Linked DNA regions of Mus musculus: regions 1, 3 and 4 are each linked to region 2. The links are chromatin contacts, called in public HiChIP or PLAC-seq maps. All regions are on one chromosome and are shown on one strand. Each heading gives the region's core, a stretch centred on a gene start, on an enhancer-like site or on the middle of the called end of the contact. The rest is flanking DNA. Distances are from core to core; before and after follow the strand shown. Region 1 overlaps Fmn1 (formin 1). Region 2 overlaps Fmn1 (formin 1). Region 3 overlaps Fmn1 (formin 1). Region 4 overlaps Fmn1 (formin 1).

Region 1 (2,700 bases), core at 189-2,688, 190 kb after region 2:
TAGAAAAGACTTACTTTGGGTCAGAGTTTCAGAAGTGTAATTCAAGGTCACTTGGCTCTGTTAACTGTGGACTCCATTGTCCGTGGGCTGTGTTAGGCAGCGCAGCACGAAGTGAACATGGGCAGAAGACAGTACTACATTTTTTTAAAGCGTAGCTGTTTCTCTGACTAATAGGAAACGTAAAATTCTCTGCCCACCACAAATATGTGTTATTGACCTTGGATAATCACATTTTATGGTGATTTTCATGCAATTTAAGTATAACATTTATCTGATTCCACATTTTCATAAACAGTACCACTATTACTTGTACTCCTAAGGAAAATACTACTGCTAGCCCAGCCTTGATGTAGATGGAGCTCATAAAATATACCTGGATATCAGCAATACTGAGATGTGAACTCTCTATCAGTCCTGGAGTTGACATGATATGTAATAGGCCCAGTATGACGGTAAACTTGGGCGAGAGGAATCCTTCTCAGACAGGTTAGGAAATGCATTCCAGGCAGAGGGAACACTGCAAACCTGTAACAATAGTAGATGTGCATTGTCTGGGGAATGCATAAGACTAGGTGTGGCCAGACCGTAGGCTTTATGTGAAAAATGCAAGACTTGTAAGGAGAAAAGTATCGCCACGGGGCTTGATGAAGAACCTGATTCATGTTATAGACAACAGACAATAGTGAAAGCTGTATATGTGTCCAGGAATGGCAGGTGCAGGCTGGGCTGGGTGTCTTGTTTGGTGAAGGAATGTTAGGGGCCCGCTCTTTCTTTTGTTCTTAAGAAATGTATCATAATTACCAATGATATGAAGTTAATTGAAGGAACAAAAGGCTCAAAAAGAACCCGAGTAAAAGCAGTGGCGGTGGAAGGAAGGCAGTGACATAAACTTTGGATATGACACCTTTGATGTGCATGTGTGACACACCGGCAGAGATGCCATGCTTGTGCGAGAGAGCTTCGTGATGCTGCAACAATGGTGCTATAGCATCTAAAGCATTTATACTCAAGAGACCTGTGACCAAGCTGCAAAGGAAATAAAAAAAAATTCTCTTTATGTTTTAAGAAGTTTACAAGTTACCCTTAGCTACCTGTGGTGCAAACAGTTCCGAGAAGATGGCAGTTTAAGACATGTGGGTGAATGTGTCAGTCCAAAGGCAAGATGTAGAATAAAAAGATTCCTCAGAGCAGCTGAGTGTAAGGTCGTATTGGAAGCTGAGAAAGCATGCTGTGACATGGAGCCTGTGTGGGGTGTTGAGCAGGAAAGCTAGTTTTTTGTTAGGGGTCTTCTCACTCAGAAAATACTAAGCAATTAGGGTTTGGATGTTTTGGGTTTTTTTTTTTTTTTTTAAGCCTGAGAAGTCACATGCATTGTGACTCAGTTGATTCATGATTAGAATTATTTGTATATAAGCAGCAATTCAGCTCTTGTAATTTTCCATTTGTAAATCACATCCTGTTGCCACACTGGAATGAGATGATGTGTTTGTCTTGACCATCCTTCCTTTCTCAGAACACTCTTAAATAATGTTGACAAAGCCACAGTACTTATTCTCAACTAACTTTCATTTCCTGAGCTAAACACAAAGAACTTTTAATGGTACTTTTCTGGGTTTCGATCCCTGTGGCGTCTAAACTTTCCCCTCCTCTTCCACAGTAGGCTCTTGTGGATGCCAATTTACAGTGCAGGTCTAAGCAATCCTGTGCAGCCATTTGTGTGTCTTGTTTGAGCTCCCACTTTCCCACCCTCAGATCAAACATGACCAATAACGATATGGCCTTCGAAACCATGATGCTCACATTAAAAGTCCCCATAAACATAGCAGGGATCCTATAATTGAAAGAAGCCACAAAGCAACTGATTAGATCCTAGGTCTAGATCTTATAGGTGGTCTTTCCTTGCTGTTAAATTGGCCATTTGTATTTATAGCTTCGGCAGGGAAGGCTGTAACTAAAACTGGCCCTAATTCCAGCACCTCCCACGATTGGTCTTATCTCACATTCAGTTACCCGTGGATGGTGATAAATTTCAACCTGACTCTGAATGAATAACTCTAGCTCTGTTTCCTGTGTGGTTATTTGGCCAGATAAGTTTTTTTTTTTTTTTTTTTTTTTTTTTTTAGTGTCAAGAAACTTTTCTGAAAAATACTGCTGCTGCTGTTGCTACTACTACTACTACTAAATAATACAAAAACCCCAATAATTTTACCAAGTTTAACAAAATTTTACCAAGTTAAACAAAAAGCCGTAAGTCTGATTCCTCACACTGAACGCAGGCAGTTCCAATACACAAATGGGTAAATATCCCACAACAGCTGAGACTATGGCTGTCGGACCCTATTTGCTTTGTACTTTCTCTGAGCCTGTAACACAGCCTCAGCCTGACCTAAGATACATAGTTATCACTGTCTATTGATTTGTGAACAAAAGCCTGGAACTGGGTGAAGTCCCTAGAGGGTATGTATTTTCCCTCTGTGGCTTTCTTGTTTAAATCCTTTCAGAATCAGAGAATCCTGGTAGAATCTAGCAAGAGATATTTTCAGCCTATAATTCTCAGCGCTGGTTAGACGTCTTCCCTATAAAAATCTCTTTGTTGGATATATACATCTAAATTATTTTGTAATAATCTTTAAGTCAAATAACATTGACAAGGGCCGTAACTGAACCTCAAAATAGAACAACAGCAAACTACTGTCAGCC
Region 2 (2,771 bases), core at 108-2,607:
CAGGCTGGCCTCGAACTCAGAAATCTGCCTGCCTCTGCCTCCCGAGTGCTGGGATTAAAGGCGTGTGCCACCACGCCGGACTGTGTTTGCACATATTATAGAAAACTTTATCCAGGGCATTTTAAGATTTTTAGAAAAATTTTCATACACACACACACACACACACACACACACACACACACGCCTTGCATTTTATCTAAATATATCTCCAGACACATTATTTAATAATAAATGCTTGGTTGGATTTGTTTCTTGAACTAGTTTTCTGTTTCTAGAATGTTTCTAACCATCTCATGCCTAAAGCTTCATGAGTTTGATACAGTTCCTAGCCAAGTCTAGAGTTTGTCCCAGTTCGGGTCACGTTTGGATGCACTGAATACTCAGGAGCCTTCTCTGACTGAGCCTTTGCTTAGTGACTCTAAGTATTTTGAGAATTTTTAAAACCCTAGTCATGGAGTCTGGAGAAGTGACTCAGAACACAGAAATGGTCTTCCAGAGGAGCGGGGTTTGATTCCTAGCACCCAGATGGAAATTGACAACAGTAGGTAACTCTAATTATATAGAGTATCTGACACCCTCTTCTGGCCTTTGAGGTCACTGCTTGCACATGCTGCACACAGACAAAACACCCATCTATGTAATATAAAAAGAAACAAATCTCAAAAAGTCAATAAAACCATGTAATGAGAACCAAAAGCTACTGAAAAAGCATGCTGCCATCATCATTGCGTGGTGTGCCTGATGACCAGGCATCTGTTTGTGCCCCCAGGTTCAGATGAGGAACCTCTCTCAGTTCTTGACACTCGCTTCTCTTCTGCTACTATGTTCTGTGACTGGTGGCATTTCTCAATATATTATTATGGTGAAACTCAAAATCCCGAGAGAAAGTGAAGTCAAAGCTTGTGGAATTAAAAATGGCACCTCTTGTTGAATTAGTCTCTTAATTAATTGCCCGTCGGAGGGAGGAGTCATGAAGAGCGAAAGCTCTCGTGTGGTCTTATATGAACTGGGCACCTTTGGTTTCTCTTCCTCTGTGCATCTAAGAAACCTTGTTCTCCACTGGCAACACACCCGAGCTAGGCTTGGCAAGCCCTAAATTCTGTCCTCTCAGTGTTAGGGGGGTCATGGCTTTTGTGGAAAAGAGAACTCAGCACAGGCTGTTGAAGTTATGAGCAAACCACCCGCATAGGTGGCCTCTCCTAGGACTTTCACTGCCAGAAGCTTGGAGGTACCAAGCTCAGAACAACTTGGAAATATTTCTTATCGAGAGATCTGTGGATCAGCTCAACCCTCACAGGACTGAGGATCTGCCTACCCTCTGGTTTGCTTCTCATTTGCCTTAAGTGAGAGAGCTCTTCCTAGTGAGTCAGACAGCCTTGCTTCATCAGCCAGGGAGAGCTAAAAATATCATGGAATTATTGGCTCACTGTCGTCTGAGTTTTAATTTCCCCATCCATGGCTAACAGAGTGTGTTACGCCTAGGTGGATATTGCCTTGAAGTCATGTGTCTAGATGACTTGTCCCAAGTCCTCTTTAGCTGCCTAGGCAGTGGATTTGCTTGTTGTGTGTTCTATGGCCATTTAGGTCACTTGCATGAAGTGATTTTGATAGCACATGATTTAGAGATGTCCAAACTAGAGACCAGGACAGCCTTGCATTTTGTGGGTACATGCAGAAAAGAGGGGCAGACTGGGAAGCTGGAGGTGAAAAAGTGCTAAGCTTCCACTTCTTGTAACGCTTGGAACCCTGGTGGGAAAATCAACTTCCCCAAACTCAGTTTCAGCTAAAGCTTGACATTTAACAAGGAAATCCCAAGTGCAGACTCAAATACTGTGTTCAAAGAGTTTAAGTCATAGCTTTTGTTTATGCATTTATGTAGTTATTTGCTGTTCTGGCTAATCATATGCCAACTTGACACACAAACTAGAGTTATCTTAAAGAAGGGAACCTCAGTTAAGAAAATACCCCCATAAGTCCTGCTATAAGGCATTTTCTTAGTTAGTAATTTATGGGGGAGGGTCCAGCTCATTGTGGGTGGTGCCATCCCTGGGTTGGTAGTGCCAGGTTCTATAAGAAGGCAGGCTGAGCAAGTCAAGGATGACAAGCCAGTAAATAGCCCCCCCACCCCCCATGGCCTGTGGATCAGCTCCTGCCTCCAGGTTCCTGCCCTGATTGAGTTTAGATTTTATTTCCAAATAAAATGAATTTATATTAACAAACATCAGTAATAACATATAAATTTTGTTTTTCTCAAACTGATACCCATCTGCCCAGTCCCATTTAGTAAGTGCTACATTCTTGCAAAAGTGCCAGTTCACACCACATATTCAAATTCATTCCATATTTCTATCTCTTTCCAGAATACTTATTTATTTTCACTTATTGTAGCTATTGCTATACTCACCCAGACATTGTGCCAGTCACCTCAATTTGCTTTTTCCTCTAGATTCTTATACACATAAATTCTTGTATATACACTTGATAGTGAGTTTTTTAGGACCGGTGATGTGGCTCTGAGGTCATGAAGGTGCAAGCATAAAGGGCGTGTGTATGGGTCAGAACAATCTCCTGTACATACCAACAGAGGCCAGGCAGGGTGATGCGTGTAATCCCAGTGCTGGTGAGGCAGAGCCAGTGGATCCTGAAGGCTCACTGACCAGCCAGTCAAGCAAAATCAAGAGCTTATGGTTTGTTTAATGGTGTCTCCAAAGATGCAGCAGTGTCCATGACACTGTCCTATGCACTGGAAACTGTTTATGATGGCAAATAGT
Region 3 (2,700 bases), core at 174-2,673, 140 kb after region 2:
GGAAACAGAAAATAGATAGAATGTTAACAGGCTACCCCTACAGGCACCCAAGGTTCTGTCTTATACTCTATTCCTAATGTTTGTTACCTCAGTTCTCATAGACATCCAGGCCCAGAAGAATATATTTCTGACTGACTGGTGAGGTAGTTTGTTAGAGATCCTAAGTTTGCCCAACACTGCCAAGCCTCGATGAAAGCTTATGGACCTTGCGGTGGTATCTTCTCACATGGACCCTTGTCCCTTGGTCCTCACAGCCTGAGACTATGTTTAGATTGATTCTGATGGGATTCCACTGCAAGTTTGTCTCATTGCCCTTAGCCATCAGTATCACCAGCCTCCACCCGAGCTGGTGCTGCTCAGCCAGAAGCCATATTTACTTACTGTGAACTCACTCCTGTTACATCACTAATCGTCAAAGGAGAAGTTGACTAATAATGAGATATGAAGACACTGACATGGTCCCTGGTGGTGTCTGGAGATGATAGGGTGTAGCAAACATTTAGGTAGGGTTAGTTATGCCAGATTGTGGGATGAAATGGTAAGCCTGAAGTGGACAACTTTTCCTTGTAAAAGACCAGATACTATTTTCTACTTTGTGGGTCAAAGGATCAGGCATGGCTCCTCAAGTTGGCCACTGGACCATCATGGTTCAAAATCAACCACAGATAATAATATATAAGCAAAGGGGCATAGCTTTATTATTCCCCAATACATTTTATTTAGAATTTGAATTCTAATAAGATTTGAATTTCACATGACAAAAATATTCTACACTTTTTTTTTAACAGCCATTTAAAGTGTGAAAACCATGAGTCACACAAGTACAAATAGCAGGTTGAGTTTGGTCTGTGAGCTCTAATTGATCCACACTCAACCCACTCAGTAAAACCTTCCAGAAGCTGAGCGGGTCTGGTACAATGAACCACTGATGTGAAATGAACATTGTGTGTCTCCAAGAAAGGCATTCCTCTGCCTTTTGTGGTACAACCTCCCAACATAGTTTCTCAGCACTAATTGCCAGGACATAGAATAATAGTGGTAACTAATTAGTGTACTACTTATTATTCCCTTTCCCCCCACAGTGATGGTCTAGCTAGATAAGCATTTTGAAAGTTCGGAGGGCCATTGTGCTGATGCCATGAACACTCACAGCTATTACTGAAGGCAAAGATGCCTGTCATGTGGCAGACTGGGCTCAGTTGGCAGACTGGGCTCTCGGGACTAGCATGGAGAGAGGTAGAGGTCTCCAGACCCACGTACACTTCACCTTTGCTCTCCACCTCTCTGAAGGCAGCTTTTGTCTGATCTGTGCCAGAGTCTGGCTTTCTGACGATTTATTTGCCACTGACTCCCAGTGAGTGGACTATAAGCATGTTTTACATACTGGAAAATATGAATCATGGAGTTTAGCATTTCAGTTTCTTAAGAGCCCTGCAGTGCCCAGTCCTATAAATCACAGCTCTGAGCGGCTGGGCTCATCACTCACCTCATCAACTCTCTTACACCCCAGTGCCAGATTTAGAAAGCCATTTCTCACAGAGGTGTCATCTGCCTGGGACCTGGCTGTCTGAGAGCCACTCCCTCCAGGGATACCCCTTCATATCCTGCCTTGAGATGCTGGTGAGGAGGGATGGAGGCAGCCTGTTGACTGACAAGGCCAAAAGGGGCTGGCCTTGTATGGTCTACAGTGAGGAGAGTATGCGCATCATCTTAGGCTCATTGACAGGGGCCCATAGCTATACTGGTTTGTTCCCTAGAGTACTGGCTACATTGTGAAGTGGCTGTGACCCCTGTGGAACACACGCCATTGATCATACTACCCATCGTTTGGGACCAGATTGGTTTCTTTTCAAAGCCTGGATCACACAGTATCACCATCCCTGTCAGCTGAGTTGCCATTGCGGCTGTAAAAAGCCATACAAAGTGAGCCACAGGCCTTCTCTTGTGCTTACAAGCTGAGCTGTAGTCCTTCCAGGGAAAATAAGCCATACAAAATAAGGAAGGAAAACTCTCTCATTCCTGTTCCCTCTACCCTTTCTGTTATAGAATCTGGAATGTAATTAAAGAGTAGCCCAAAGGGAAATTAATCCATGAATGTTTGTAAATGCGAAGGCCTAGTCGTCAATAGACTGTATCTGGGGGTCTTATTATCCCATCACTTATGAGTAGAACATAAAGCACAAGGGGGCAAGAGGTGGATGCTTATCAGACACTGGGTTTGTGTAGCCTTTGCAATGGGATTTCCTTTTGCTACTTTGCCAGACAAATGAGAAAAGAGATATGTTGCCTTTTCTCGAGGCCTTTGCCTACTTACATTTGTGCTAAAAGTTGCATAAAATCATGTGTTTTCTTTTCTAATATATATATATATATATATATATATATATATATATATATATATGTTTAAAATTTTCAAAATGTTCTCACGCCCAAACCCCACAACTCATCTTGGCCTCCTCCAGCATCATAAGGGAGGGATCATCCACTCAGGGTCTTCCTGCCTTCACATCCCTCTCATCCATCCCCACAGACCCTCTTACCGCCCCCTCGAAAGGTCACAGCAGTGACTCCCAGTTCTCCCAGCCTGAAATCTGCTAATGTTTCCAGATAACCAAGCCACTACTATGGTGATTTGTGTGAAATAAAAATGTAAAAATAATTACTTTTCTGTCTAAAATCCTCCATTTGCTTGGGTGGGGG
Region 4 (2,700 bases), core at 17-2,516, 240 kb after region 2:
TGACTAACTTAGCTCACTTGCGTTGTGTTTGAGCAGCCAGTGCTTTGGCCCTGTCCGTTGAGACCTCTGTGAACTGTGAGCCATAGGAGACCCCCCCCCCCCCACCTTGCCATCATATATACCATGATCCTGTTCCATCCGCTTGCCTCTCCTGCCAACTCTGCTCCTAAACGGGCTCACGGACGTTAGGAAGAGAGTTGCTTTCTTTCAACATTGTAACTAGGTTAGGCCAGTTGCATAAATAGCTAGGAAGGTTATTTCAGTTTCTTTGCTCAGATCCTAGAGGCTTTCATAGACAAGGGACAGAAGGAGAAAGGGACTACGTTCTGCATACAGACACTCCAACCAGAAGTCAGAAGAGAGCCTAGAGTTCCTCCTTTGAGCCTAGCCCCTCTTCCTGACCCCGGCTTCTCTCAGTAGACACCAGAGTCTGTCACTTCCTCTGTCCATCTGTTTGAATCCCTGAAGGGAAGGTTCTTAGTTCACTGTGCCAGTTCCTTGGATGTACCTCCCTTCTAGAAGGAAGTGGAAGGGGGCATTGTCCTTCAGAGGAGAAGACTGGGATACATGTGATGGTAAAATATTCTAAAAGTTCCCAGTAATTAAATGCAGGAACTGGGCTTGGAAATAGCGTCTAAGGGGGGAAAAATAGGCTTTACAAAATAGCTGAGAAGAACTTCGCAGTGATGGACATAAGTAAGAATGCCTCAACGAGGAATGCGCCATTTTCTTTCGCTCTTGCTGCAATTCTGGAGAGTTCTAATAACCCAGAGACAGGTGCCAGCGCTTAGTCCTGCTTCCTGCCCGAATCTGCCAACAAAATTAAGATACCGATGAAAGCAAGATGAAGGGCCAGTCCTGTAGTTTCCTAAGTGCAGACATGTTCTCCAGTCATGAGCAGCATCCTATCATGATAATTGTCTAAAACTCAGACAATTACATGCTTGTGCTTCCAGATTTTGGCTCCCCTCAATTGGACTCACCCCCACATTACACTTTCTTTCCTTGGTGTGTAAAATTAGTGTCAGAGACACTCAGCACTCAGAGAAGAGACCATCAACAAGGGCAGGCTGGTATCAGGCCAAGCGGCAGTTCGGCTTCCGGGGTGCATGTCAAGCTCCTAATCCCTTTTCAAGACTTTTTGCTGAAGGGCAAGGGGCTCACATTGGCGAGGCCCAGGCTGCTGCTGTGCATTAGACATGCTAAGGGAGTCATAACTTTGGGTTGTCAGCATTTTCCGTGGCTTTGTGGTGAAGGTAGTCTAGCTTTCAGGTCATCCTTGAAATATGTCAGATCTCATCTTTAATGTAGAAACCACGGTTGTTGGCTTGCACTCTTTAAGGAGGTTGTGGTTAGTGTTGCAATATTCGTGTGAGACTTGGTAAATTCCTATGTTTGATTCTCAAGAGAAACAATTTACTCTGAGGCTAAGGGCTATTTGCTTTCCCTAAGCAGTTTCTGAAGGCACACATGAGAGAATGAACAGTGAGGGGAAGTGTTCCACTCCAGCATCTCCACGTCAAGTATAGAGAGCACTTTGTTTTTTGGCTCTGGGCACTTCATCATCTGTCCTTAAAAAAAAAAAAAAAAAAATGTTTGGCCAAATTAAAAGGATGTAGATCAGACGAGGAAATGTAATGGAGTAGAGTTGGAGACCACTTTAAAGTGAGATGAAATAAGTTGGTATAAAACAAAACATATGATTAGAAATTAATCTTTTTTAAAAAGTTGAATGCTATTTGGGAGTTATGTTCTGAGAATTGGACATTTCAAGAAGCACGCAGCATCCTTTGTCTGCTGTCTGTTGGAGAAGAGTCCCCCTGGCAATTAAATATCAGTGATTTTTTTTTCTTGTCCAAATTTCAAGTTTTCGGTGCACTGTTGTGTAAACCAAAACTGAAGTTTTGTGAAGAACATTTTGGCTGGAGAGGGCAGTAGTCTGGACATTATCAGACATGGTAGGTTCATAGTGCAGTGCTGAGCTTTGTCTTCAATAGAAAGGAATCACTGGGGTCAAATGAGGCAGGCACCTCCTCAGAGTGGCTCTGTCTGTCAGCATTGCTGTGCCATCATCAAAGCAGACCCTGGATTGTACTTGCTTCTTCTGAACAGTCACTTGCTGTCCGGGTTCCCAAAACACTTAGGGGAAACATGCTGAAATCCAGCATGTCTTTTAATTTTCAGCTCTTCTGACAGAGGTGAGCAAGGCCTCCCAAATCCAACCCCTTGAAAACACACACACACACACACACACACACACACACACACACACACACACACACACAGAGCAAGAGGCTAAGAAGACAAAGTTTTGGAAAGAGAAATCCCCAGGCCACTGACATATTTGTGTTAAATGTCAGCAACACTGTTGCTTCTGAGACTGCACCGGTTTTTCTAGTGTGTCCAAATGTGGGTTCCAGATAATACAGAGGTGGTGTTCAGGCGATGGAGGAATCCTGGCGATTAGTCATGTATGCTCAACACTACACCCTGCTATGAGATAGGAAGATAATGAGTCCTCTGGATACAAAGTGAAATACTTTCTCCTGTGTCAGTGTACATACAAGCCCATTTCTGTGTAGAAAGTGGACAGAAAGAAAGAAGGGGGAAAATGATGGTGTGCCCTCCTGGGGTGACCCATGCTCATGTGTGACACATGAGTCTAAAGGAGGATGGGAGGAAGTGAGTGTTCTGTGTGGG

The links. HiChIP or PLAC-seq counts read pairs in DNA pulled down with a chosen protein or histone mark.
Region 1: a contact with region 2 is called in a CTCF HiChIP or PLAC-seq map of the NIH/3T3 cell line, with 8 read pairs. The contact joins two enhancer-like sites. A contact is called at or near these places in 1 of 39 promoter capture datasets (the SN4741 cell line), 1 of 15 datasets of contacts at CTCF or cohesin (the NIH/3T3 cell line) and 3 of 115 datasets of contacts at active chromatin or transcription factors (the NIH/3T3 cell line, bone marrow-derived macrophages and pancreatic cancer cells).
Region 3: a contact with region 2 is called in a CTCF HiChIP or PLAC-seq map of the NIH/3T3 cell line, with 13 read pairs. The contact joins two enhancer-like sites. A contact is called at or near these places in 1 of 15 datasets of contacts at CTCF or cohesin (the NIH/3T3 cell line) and 1 of 115 datasets of contacts at active chromatin or transcription factors (pancreatic cancer cells).
Region 4: a contact with region 2 is called in a CTCF HiChIP or PLAC-seq map of the NIH/3T3 cell line, with 10 read pairs. The contact joins two enhancer-like sites. A contact is called at or near these places in 1 of 15 datasets of contacts at CTCF or cohesin (the NIH/3T3 cell line) and 1 of 115 datasets of contacts at active chromatin or transcription factors (the NIH/3T3 cell line).

Annotation. Positions count from the first base shown.
Region 1 is chr2:113,639,198-113,641,897 of GRCm38.p6, forward strand. All of the region lies in intron 16 of Fmn1 (formin 1), which reads left to right. Among named protein-coding and RNA genes, the nearest start is that of 4930533B01Rik, 68 kb to the right of the region's middle. Within about 2 kb of position 1,439, at least 27 of the 459 cell types and tissues checked have an H3K27ac peak or open chromatin away from gene starts, as enhancers often do. A contact at or near this core is called in the NIH/3T3 cell line, bone marrow-derived macrophages and pancreatic cancer cells, where this site is marked.
Region 2 is chr2:113,448,679-113,451,449 of GRCm38.p6, forward strand. All of the region lies in intron 4 of Fmn1 (formin 1), which reads left to right. Among named protein-coding and RNA genes, the nearest start is that of Gm13963, 58 kb to the left of the region's middle. Within about 2 kb of position 1,358, at least 94 of the 459 cell types and tissues checked have an H3K27ac peak or open chromatin away from gene starts, as enhancers often do. A contact at or near this core is called in the NIH/3T3 cell line, bone marrow-derived macrophages and pancreatic cancer cells, where this site is marked.
Region 3 is chr2:113,584,893-113,587,592 of GRCm38.p6, forward strand. All of the region lies in intron 10 of Fmn1 (formin 1), which reads left to right. Among named protein-coding and RNA genes, the nearest start is that of 4930533B01Rik, 120 kb to the right of the region's middle. Within about 2 kb of position 1,424, at least 27 of the 459 cell types and tissues checked have an H3K27ac peak or open chromatin away from gene starts, as enhancers often do. A contact at or near this core is called in the NIH/3T3 cell line, where this site is marked.
Region 4 is chr2:113,688,500-113,691,199 of GRCm38.p6, forward strand. All of the region lies in intron 17 of Fmn1 (formin 1), which reads left to right. It overlaps 4930533B01Rik (RIKEN cDNA 4930533B01 gene), which reads right to left. Exons shown (of 6, transcript NR_040614.1): 6 at 2,554-2,700. Among named protein-coding and RNA genes, the nearest start is that of 4930533B01Rik, 19 kb to the right of the region's middle. Within about 2 kb of position 1,267, at least 30 of the 459 cell types and tissues checked have an H3K27ac peak or open chromatin away from gene starts, as enhancers often do. A contact at or near this core is called in the NIH/3T3 cell line, where this site is marked.